Regions from separate parts of the Canis lupus genome. Here region 2 is linked to region 1. A link is a contact called in public Hi-C data. All regions are on one chromosome and are shown on one strand. Each heading gives the region's core, a stretch centred on a gene start, on an enhancer-like site or on the middle of the called end of the contact. The rest is flanking DNA. Distances are from core to core; before and after follow the strand shown. Region 1 has its middle 54 kb from the start of PIP4K2A. Region 2 has its middle 15 kb from the start of PIP4K2A.

Region 1 (5,305 bases), core at 1,455-3,954:
GCCTGGAGTTCTCACATCTTACTACATCAGCATGAAGGTAACTGAGGACCAAAAGAAGCAAACAGCAATATATGGTGTAAAATACAATCCCCCCTCTAACCCTCATTTTGGTGCACACCATTTGTTACTACATCTGAAGACAAAGGGTCTTCCTGGCTTCCTTTCCTTTTGTTCCAAATCTGTCCTCCAATGACAGGCGAAATATGTACTCCAAGAGGAAGTGCTTATTTGTAGCGCAGGCTACTGTGGTTGCCGTGTAAATGGCGAATGCTCTTTTGTCCAATTGTCCTGGAGTTCAGTCCTTCATTTTGTATAGAAAGCCAAGGAGGAAGTAGTAACCATTTTTAATATTGTGACTCTCCTTTGAAGTCAATATTAGTATGGAGTGAGGTACTTTGAAGCTATTAAAATACATCTATCAGGGTGCCTGGATGGCTCAATCCATTAAGCGTCTGCCTTCGGCTCGGGTTGTGATCTCAGGGTCCTGGGATCGAGCCCTGTGTCAGGGTCCCCGTTTAGCAGGAAGTCCGCTTGTCCTCCCTCTCGCTCATGCTGTCTCTCATGAGCTTATTTTGTCCAGAGATATTTTAGCTGCTGTAAAAACTCAACCTTTCCCCTTTCTTGGTTGATTTCTCAGTCCTGATTCTAGGCAGCTTCTATATTTGCTAAAACAAGTAGAATCAATGTTTCAATAATTTTAGACTGTATTCACAATGTGCTGGATGTTTTAAAGCAGCCCAGAAAGTTACTGGGATCTCTGAATGTTCACCTAACTTAATATTTCCTGAAGAGTCTGCCAAAAACTGCAGAGAGAACATGACAACTTTGGTGTGTGTGTGTACATGTGTGTGACCTTTTCTTCTTTCTGTTCAGGATTAGGATATATTATCAGTCAAATTTATTCTGGGCTCTGTGTCACTAGAAACTGACAGCCAAGGAACTTGTGGCTTTGGTGGAAGGGGCTTGAAATCCAGGTACTTGGCCCACCAATGGGTGGGAAGGGGATGCGTTAGAGAGGTTCCAGCCAACAAACTGACTGGCTCCTGTGCACACATCTCCTGGGATGCAATGCCTGTTCATACAGCTGGCTTCACAAGTAGATAAAAACTTAAAGTGCTTGTAAAAAATGACTTCCTTTCTAGTCTGCCAAAGATGTGTTTAACACTGTTCCTTTGTGGAGGCCAGTGGTGGAGGCATCAGGACAACTGGCTCAACCAGAAGCCTGTCCTCCCTCTGATCCTGCCCCCTCATCTCCGGTCTTGACTGCACCGAAAGTGTCCTTTCTCTGTGCTCCCTATAAATGTGGTCCATTCCATTTGTTTGGCACAAAGAACATGCTAACTGGAGGTCTTAGATACCTGTAGGCTCCTGTTATGACTGTGACTGAGCTCTTAGTTTAGAGTTAGGTGGTCAAGAGTGATGGCTCTCGTCCCATGGCCTGGGTTTAACACTGGGCTTGTCACTAACTGTGTCATCACCTTCTTCCACTTCCCTAAGCGTCAGTTTAGCCAACTGTAAAATAGGGCGCCTCATAATCCTTCCTCACAGGGTGATGAAGATCCAAGGAGATAGCAGCAGAAATGCTTAGCAGATGAGCCAGGCTCATTGGAGGCTCTCAGTGAACTTTAGCAATTTTTTTAAAAAAAGGTTTTATTTATTTATCTGACAGAGAGAGAGAGATTGAGAGAGAGAGAACACAGGCAGGAGGAGTAGCAGAGGGAGAAGCCGATGCCCCACTGAGCAGGGAGCCCGATGTGGGACTCCATCCTGGGACCCTGAGATCATGACCCAGGCTGAAGGCAGATGCCCAACTGGCTGAGCTCCCCAGGCGCCCCCACAATTTAGCTATTAGAGGTAAATGTGTCTTTTGATAAGCAACAAGTTTTTACTCTAGCAAAAGGCCAAATACCCTTAAAATTCGATTACACCACGTAGCTGACCATCTTGCTTTCTGGTGGCTCAAGTTGACAGAGCATTTGGGAGAAGTTGGCAGCGCTGGTTTGAAGCTGGTTTCTCCCCCTCATCTTTAAAGGGAACAGAGAAAAACCAGTGTGGTCTGGTTCTGAGGAAAACCAGGTCAGGCTTTGTTTCCCATTTAGAAGACATCCTGTGTATAAACGCATATCGCGATTCCCAGAATTCCTTCGTGACAGCTTCCTTAGTTAATGGGCAGGGAGGATTTTCTCAGGCTGGGGCTACACAGATCTGCCTCAGAGGAGAAAGCCAAATAATTCCTATTTTTGGCCTTGTGCTTAGAAAAAGGGGACAAACTGCTTGTTTCAAAAAACTTTCTGGGACATTAAACAACAGTGTTCTTTTCTTTTCTTTTTTTTTTTTTAAAGGGGAGGAGATCTAGTAGGCTGTCCAATTTCACCCTTAGGATAAAACAATTTTTTTTCTCTCATGTGCTGATTCTTAAACGTTACTCTCTTAACTTTTCTGAGCTGGTCTCCCAGGGTATATAAGAAACACAAATTGCTGATGGGACAGGGCTGAATGTTTCCATTTAGCTTCTCAGCTATAATCTAGAGGACTGAGGTGGCTGCTGTGGCTTCCCTTCATAGTTCATGGGTGTGTGTGTGGGGGTGGGGTGTTGGTGGGCGGACAAACGGCCAAGAATGCAGGCTTGACTTCCTTCTCGTGGTCTGTCTTACTGTCACTTCTCTTTGATAGCTTCTTGTCATGCTTTTAGCTCTCAGGCCAAGTATTGCCTCACGGTTTGCTAAGAAGGCAGCACTGCTTCTGAGGGTGCGTTCAGGAAGCCAGTTCACCTTCGCTACTCTCTTCCCCCAGGCCGCACTTTTGTTTAGTCTCCTCTACTCTTCCCGCTTTCAACCTTCCCCTCTCATGTTAAGGCTTTGTATTTTCCTCTCACAAACGGTACCTTTTTTTCCTGCATATGCACATGTGGAAAACACCTTCACTTCTTCAGTCTTGTCAAGAAAGGAAGGAGCCATTTTGTTCAAAGCAATCAGTCTCTTCCCCCTATGAAGCAAACACACAGAAATAAGATTTTCTTTTCTTTTCTTTTTTTTTTAAAGATTGTGTTTATTCATGAGAGACACAGAGAGAGAGAGGCAGAGACACAGGCAGAGGGAGAAGCAGGCTCCATGCAGGGAGTCCAATGCAGACTCGATCTCCGGACCCCAAGATCACAACCTGAGCTAAAGGCAGACTCTCAACTACTGAGCCACCCAGGTGCCCAAGAAACAAGATTTTCACACACAAAATCATGAAGATTCAACCCCGTCTATGTATTTTTAAAATTTAAATGACATTCTAAGAATTCTATCATGTGCTCCAAGAACTAGGACCAAAAAGCATTTGGTTTTTAAATGGTCATATTTATATATATGAATAAATGAAAGGGAACTCATAAAGGAAGAAAAAAATCTTTCAATGAAACACATCAATATATATAGCTCAGTGTGAATATTCTTGTTTTCTCTCATTTTATCATCTGAATTACTTAATATGAATTTCTTTTTAAAGATGTTGTTTTTTAAAGTAATCTCTACCCTCAACGTAAGGCTTGAACTCACGGCCTAGAGATCAAGAGTCACATGCTCTACTGGCTGAGCCAGCCAGGAATCCCTGAATTAATTAATATGAATTTATCTTCCTGGAAACTTTAACTAAATATAGGAAGGCCATATAGCCTTGTATTAAAGAGTGGCCTTTCGTATCAGACCCATCTCAGTTTAACTCCTACCTTGGCTTCTTTTCTTGTAGCATAAACTTGAACAAGCCACTTAACCTTTCCAAGCCTTAGCATCCTTACCTCTAAAATAAGTCTTTGTGTGTGTGTGTGAGAGAGATGTTGTGACTTATAATAAAAAATGTATTTTTGATTTTCATCTAATTCCTGACACAGAGCTCCTAAGACCCTTGGAATTTCCTGTAATGAGAGTGATTAAGGTGTCTTGTTATTAATGAGGTGATGTTTGGACCACACTTACAGATGGGACCTGGCTGTTGAAGAACCCACTGTGATGGAGGGTGGGAACTTTCAGCCCTACTCCCCTCCCCTACCCCTGACCTTTTCTGGAGAGAAGCCTCCATAAAAAGTCCAAAGGCCAGGGTTTGCAGAGCTTCCAGCTTCATGAACACCCGGGGATTTGGGGAGTGTGGTGTGACTAGAGAGGGCATGGAGTCTCTGCAACCTACCCCTGTACCTTGCCCCTGCATCTCTCATGTGGCTGTTCCTGAGTGATAGCCTTATATAATAAACCACAATCTAGTGAGTAAACCATCTCTCTGAGTTCTGTGAACTGCTCTAACAAGTTAATCGAACCCAAAGAAGGGAGGAAGATACTCCTCCTTTTGTTCTATCTTACAAACACAAAACAAAACAATACAAAATATTGGCAATTATCTGGTATGTTGATCCAAGAACAAGGCCAACCTTCTCTCTTCACACACATTACACTCCATAGCCCACGGCAGACATCTAGAAGTTACGTTTGCTGCCACTCCCCCACCCCCGACCACCACTCTAGCCCCACATCCAATCAGTCCCCAGGGCCAGCCTACTCTGTCTGTAAATCCACTTTGTCTCCAGGGGAGTTTTACAGTGTATAAATCATTGTTTTGGCTGGATTTATCAAAACACTCCTCCGATCTGCTTTACCTAAGTTTCTCTTATTAAAAAAAGATTTATTAAGCGCCAGCTCTTTGCCAGGTGCTAAGAAAAAAAAATGAAAGAGAAGTGCTCTGATAACTATCTACATAAGACAGTACAGGAAACGTGATTATATGGATGTTGAGCCCAAGAGGAATATCTGTAATGGAAAAAAACAATCAGGAGTGGGTGAGTCTTCCTAGGAAAGGTAACCACAGGAAAAGAAGAATGCTAGGAATAGGACTGGGGGTGGGGGCAGGGATAAAATTCAAGGGTAAGTAGACAAGGAGGAAATAAAGGAATTAGAAGAGCCACCAACAACACAAAAGAGAAACAGAAAAGAGGGGGTGTCAGGGATAAAGGTGTAATATTATAAATTTATTTTAATAAAATAGCATAAAATACACACATACACACAGCATGTAAAACTGGTGAAATCTGAATAAGATGGGTGGATGGTACCAATGTCAGTTCCCTGGTTGTGACCTTGTACTGTAATTATGCAAAATGTTATCATTGGGGAAAGCCTAGTGATGGATATATGAGGTCTCCCTCTATGTTGTTCATTACAATTACATGAGAATCTAATTTATCTCAAAATAAAAGTTTTTAAGCTAAAAAGGACTGTATATCTTAGAAATGGATCTTTCCAAATTCCTGGTGGGGCTTCAGACCAAACTCACC
Region 2 (5,305 bases), core at 1,588-4,087, 40 kb before region 1:
CACTTGTTTAAAATGTCCCCTAAAACTCAACAAATTATATAAATACTCTTTTGGTTTCAGGATTTACAAACTTGTTTTAAATTAGTTTTAGCAAAGTTAGGGAAACTATTGGTTTATTGAAATGGAAGATTCAGGCACAGCTGGAACTGGAAACTGAATGATTGCTTCAGACATCAATGTTTCCATCTCTTGATCAGCCTTGAGTGTGTTGGTTTCATTCGACCATGTGCCAGAGAAGACGGCCCCTGACAGACCCTAGTTTAACAACTACCCTGCCGAGATAGCTTCTTTGCCAATGATGTTAACTCCTAGTATAGGTCAAAGGCCTGAGAATCTGGAGCACTGATTTCCAAGGGCAGGAGAACATGGTTGTTCCAGCTCAAGCAGAGAGCAAGTCCCCTCTTCCTCTGCCTTTTTGTTCTATTCAGGACTTCAAAGGATTGGATCATGGCCACCCACATTGGTGGGGAGGGTTTTCTTTACTCAGTCATTGGCTGTGGGCTGCCCTGGGAAGATATATAACCTTTGGGTGAGGCGACTCTTCCACGGAGGAGCATTCGCAGAGAAGGCTGACAGTTGAGGACAGGCAGCCAGCAACACCCCCAACAGCTGGAGGAAAAAAAATCCATCAAGACCAGAACACAGCATAGTGTATGCATTATACTAAGTATATTCATTAATTTGTGAATTGCCTGTTCATAGTCTTTCTGTTTCTTTATTGATCTGTAGTGGTTCTTTATTCTGGGTATTAATCCTTAATATGCTATACATCTTGCAAATATTTTATCTCAGTCTCCTCCTGGTCTTCAACATTGTTAAGGGGTCATTTATTTTAAAGACCTATTATGTTTTTAAATAGTTAAATTTGCCCATTTCCCTTCTCTAATATTATAAAAACATTTTATATATTTTTGAATATTTCCATGCTTTTTAAGAAATGTCCATGGCTCTTAAATTCCTCTGGAGTTTTTTTGTTCATGGTAAGAGGTAATGTCCTATAATTGAAGATTCTATTTATTTATTTATTTGAGAAAAAAGTATGCAAGTGTGAAGGGACAGAGGGGGAGAGGGGAAAGAATCTGAAGCAGACTCCATGCTGAGTGCAGAGCCCACATGGGGGCTCAATCCCATGACTTCAAGATCATAGGAGCTGAAACCAAGAGTCTGATACTCAATGAGTCTGACACTCAACTGCCTGAGCCACCCAGGTGCCCCAATACCATGTACTTAATAGACTATTTCTACCAGCTGATGTAAAAAGACATGCATACTAGAATTTAAATTTTCACTTAAATGGGTATATGTCTTGACTCTGCAATTCCAGTTATCTTTTATTTATTTTTCTCTTAATATTTTATTTATAAAATACTGTATTTTTCTATTTTGGTATCTGGTTGATAAATCTTCCAATTTGATGGACATTTTTCAAAATTTTGGGGTTTACTTATGCAGATTTTTTTTAAGTAGCCTCCACACCAAATGTGGGGCTTGAACTCACAACCCTGAGATCAAGAATCGCATATTTCACAAACTGGGCCAGCCAGGCAACCCAACCATTTTCTTTTTCTTATGAACATGTCTTATTGATTGCACTAAATTTACAGACTAATTGAAATTTTATAACTTTACAACATTGAGACATCTCAGAACATATATTTCTATTTTTTTAAGTTTTCTTTTTACTTATTGCCTTCAGTAAAACTTTATAATTTCCTTCACGTAGGGCTTATACATTTCTTGCTGAGTTTACTTTAAAAATTTTTTTTTGTTTAAGTTTTAACTTTAGTAGTTAGCTTTACTTCTAAATATTTTTTTCCTTCCCCTTTGTCAATGGGATTTTTTTTTCTTCCAAAGACATTACACATGTAACAATCTGCTGGTTTGGTTACTACCATTTTATCGTTTCTATGTTTTTCTATGTTCATAAGTGAGATTGGTTTATAGTGACAATTCTTTTTCTTTTTTTTTCAGGATCATCTGTTTTACTCAAAAGAAAATAAGGTTTGTGTTCTTAAAAGTTGTATTTATCCACAACCATAAACAAGTGTCATCGACTAGATCCCACTTTTCTTTGAAAGTCAATTTGCGTCATTCATGAGCTCAGGGAGCAAGTTACATTTGAGGTCAATGAATGATTGAAGATTGTGTCTGTGTCTTGAAAGCTTCATGGTGTAAGTAAGGTGCTCAGATTTCTAACCAGAGCATATTACTCTGGCAGGAAGAAATGGTGTTTAAATTAGTGCCTCCCAGACCAGGTGCAAATCATTAAGTCCTTGGCAGCCTTGCAGAGTAAACTTAAAAAAAAAAAAAAAAAAAGTAGTGTTTTTTGTTTGTTAATATGTTTGCTTTTTTAAATTCCATCACTAAAAACCAAATAGTTTTCACCAATTAGTTCAAATTCCTGTGATCTGTGTTCTGTTTACAAACCCTCAATTGCTCTAAGTTGAATTTTCTGTTGCCTTGAACTACCAAAGTATATGTCCTTAAAATGCCGTGGGTGAAGACTTCCCCTTCTACAAGTGACATATTAGGTAACTACTGAGTAGCTTTCTCACGGAGCAAACTAGAGCTGGGTGGAGTGGTGGGGGTGGTGGGAGGAGTTCTACTACCAGCATCTGTTTGAGGGCATCAGAGAGCTAAAAGTTGTGAAGTATTTCTAATTTCAGATTAAGGACAAGATGGAAATCCATAGAAGTGGGTGCTTTTCCCTGAGAGACCTTTACAAATTCCCAAACAGGTGACTGAAAGACTGAGTAGTTCTTTTTATGCTTTCATGGTTAGAGGCCACAATTTAGAGTAGCATGATAGTCACCCTTGTACATCCTCTTATTTTTCTAATTGACACACTAGATGACTCTACCCAGGAAGTAAAGGGGAACTGGAAGCAAAAAGGCCCTGTATAGATTTTAGCCCATCTACTAGTCATTTAAGTGGCTACAGGGGCTTCTGATATTAGAACTATCAAATATAGACTTAAAAACAATGCTTATTGGGGTGGCTCAGTTGGTTAAGTGCTCAACTCTTGATTTTGGCTCAGGGCATGAGTGCAGGGTCTCTCTCTCTCAAATAGATTAATAAAATATTTTTTAAAAAGGATGCTTACTAAAAAAAAAAAAAAGGATGCTTACTATATTTAAAGTCTATAATGACAATTCACATTAATAAATGCTACATGGTTTTGGTAACAGTTAACTTGGGGTGTTTTTTCATAAGTTTACATGTTTTTCTATCATATTTAAATAAGATATGATTCACTTGATTATTAAAGATATAGCAGAAACCACTCATAAAACTCTCTTGGCACAGAATCTATTTCAGGGTTTTTTTTGGGGGGAGTAGTTATTTACCTGTTAAGTTTTCTATCTCCTTGACTCAATTGTTTTTAAGACTTTATTTATTTATTTGAGAGAGAGAGAGAGCAATAGTGAGAGAGAGAGCATGAGTGGGGAGGAGAGGGAGAAGCAGTCTCCTCACTGAGCAGGGAGCCTGACTCGATCCCAGGACCCTGGGATCATAACCTGAGCCGAAGGCAGATACTTAACCCGCTGAGCCACCCAGGCATCCTCAATTTTGATAATATACATGTTTCTAGAAAATTAACCACTTAGGTTTTATATTTTATTAATTTAAATTTCTACATGACATTCTCTTGAAATTAATAATTTTTATACCTGCACTTATGTATATTTTCAAGATGTGTTTCCTTGATCCTATTTTTAAAAAAAGATTTATTCATTCATGATACATATATATATATATAGAGAGAGGCAGAGACACAGGAGGAGGGAGAGAAGCAGGCTCCATGCCGGGAGCCCGACAAGGGACTCGTCCCCGGGACTCTAGGATCATGCCCTGGGCCAAAGGCAGGCGCCAAACTGCTAAGCCACCCAAGGTTGCCCCCCCCCCCTTGATCCTATTTTGACAAAATTATAGCTCTCTGTTCTTCCTTCCAAAAAATTTTTACTGGTTTTATGGATTATATCACTTCTGTGTTTTTATTTTTTAATACAATTTCAGCTTTTAAATTTCTTAATTCCTTTCTGTGGAGTATTTTATTCTTTTTTGTATTCTTGAATGATTAGATGTTTTATTTATTTATAATCTTACTTATTTTCTAATATATGCCTTCAAATAGCCTATTCACTTTTCTCTGGTTATCATTCTGCCCATATCTCATAAGTTTTTTTTTTTTTAAGATTCTATTTATTTATTCATGAGAGACACAGAGAGGGAGGCAGAGACATAAGCAGAAGGAAAAGCTCCCCTGTAGGGAGCCCGATGTAAGACTTGATCCCAGGACCCCGGGATCATGCCCTGAGCCAAAGGCAGATGCTCAACCACTGACCCACCCAGGCATTCCCATATCTCATAGTTTTAATGTTTTCTCATTTTTGCTCTTTTATTTTTTTGCAATTTTTAAAAAAAGTAAGCTCCACACCCAACATGAGGCTTGAACTCATGACCCTGAGATCAAGAGTCGCATGCTCTCCTGATTGAGCCAGCCAGGTGCCCCTTTTTTGCTTTTTTCCGGAGAGTTTGTAATTTTATCTTAAATGTCCTTTTGAACCTAACAGTTACTTGGAAATGAAGGAAAAAATATAACAAAAAATATTTTTAGTCAATAGCTCAGCTGAAATGAAAAAGAAATCTCCGGAGGCCAGAAATAAAGAATGAAATGATTTAAGCTAGAATGATGTCATATTTGCCATGTTTCCCACAGCTGACAGGAAAAGGCCCTAAAGACAGTCTGCTAAGGTTTTTAAAGCCTGGGCATCGTGACCTTGGGTCTGCACAGGTTTGAAAGCTGGAACTGAGCCATGTGGGTAGAGCCTGACCTCAAAAGTCTGCCCTGCCCATGAAAATGATAATAGAAAGAAGCCTGCCCACTTGCCTGAGGAAGGGGACAAAGAAGTTTGCCATTCATCTAGGTGAGGGTTGGGGCAGTCTACTACAGATCTTTCCGCAGATCTACTATGCCCCATAGGCACTTTTGCCAGACTTAGTTTCCTCTTGTGCTATAATAAATTACAGTATTTATTTTATTTTATTTATTTATTCATGAGAGACACACAGAGAGAGGCAGAGACAGGCAGAAGGAGAAGCAGGCTTCCCTGTGGGGAGCCCGATGCAGGACTTGATCCCGAGATGCCGGGATCATGCCCTGAACCAAAGGCAGATGCTCAACCACTGAGCCACTCAGGCGCCCTACAAATTACAGTAAATTTGATAAAACGCTGCAGAATGCCAGGGGCCTGCTTCTCTCTGATATCAAATCAAGTGAGAGGTCCCTCCAAGAGAACCTGGC

What was found. Hi-C and Micro-C count contacts between places; a contact is called where the count stands out from the background.
Region 2: a Hi-C map of blood shows a contact between it and region 1, with 3 times the contacts expected there. The contact joins two enhancer-like sites. A contact is called at or near these places in 2 of 9 Hi-C or Micro-C datasets (both in blood).

The regions. Positions count from the first base shown.
Region 1 is chr2:8,222,295-8,227,599 of UU_Cfam_GSD_1.0, reverse strand. No RefSeq gene overlaps it. Among named protein-coding and RNA genes, the nearest start is that of PIP4K2A, 54 kb to the left of the region's middle. Within about 2 kb of position 2,704, at least 3 of the 20 cell types and tissues checked have an H3K27ac peak or open chromatin away from gene starts, as enhancers often do. A contact at or near this core is called in blood, where this site is marked.
Region 2 is chr2:8,261,958-8,267,262 of UU_Cfam_GSD_1.0, reverse strand. No RefSeq gene overlaps it. Among named protein-coding and RNA genes, the nearest start is that of PIP4K2A, 15 kb to the left of the region's middle. Within about 2 kb of position 2,837, at least 3 of the 20 cell types and tissues checked have an H3K27ac peak or open chromatin away from gene starts, as enhancers often do. A contact at or near this core is called in blood, where this site is marked.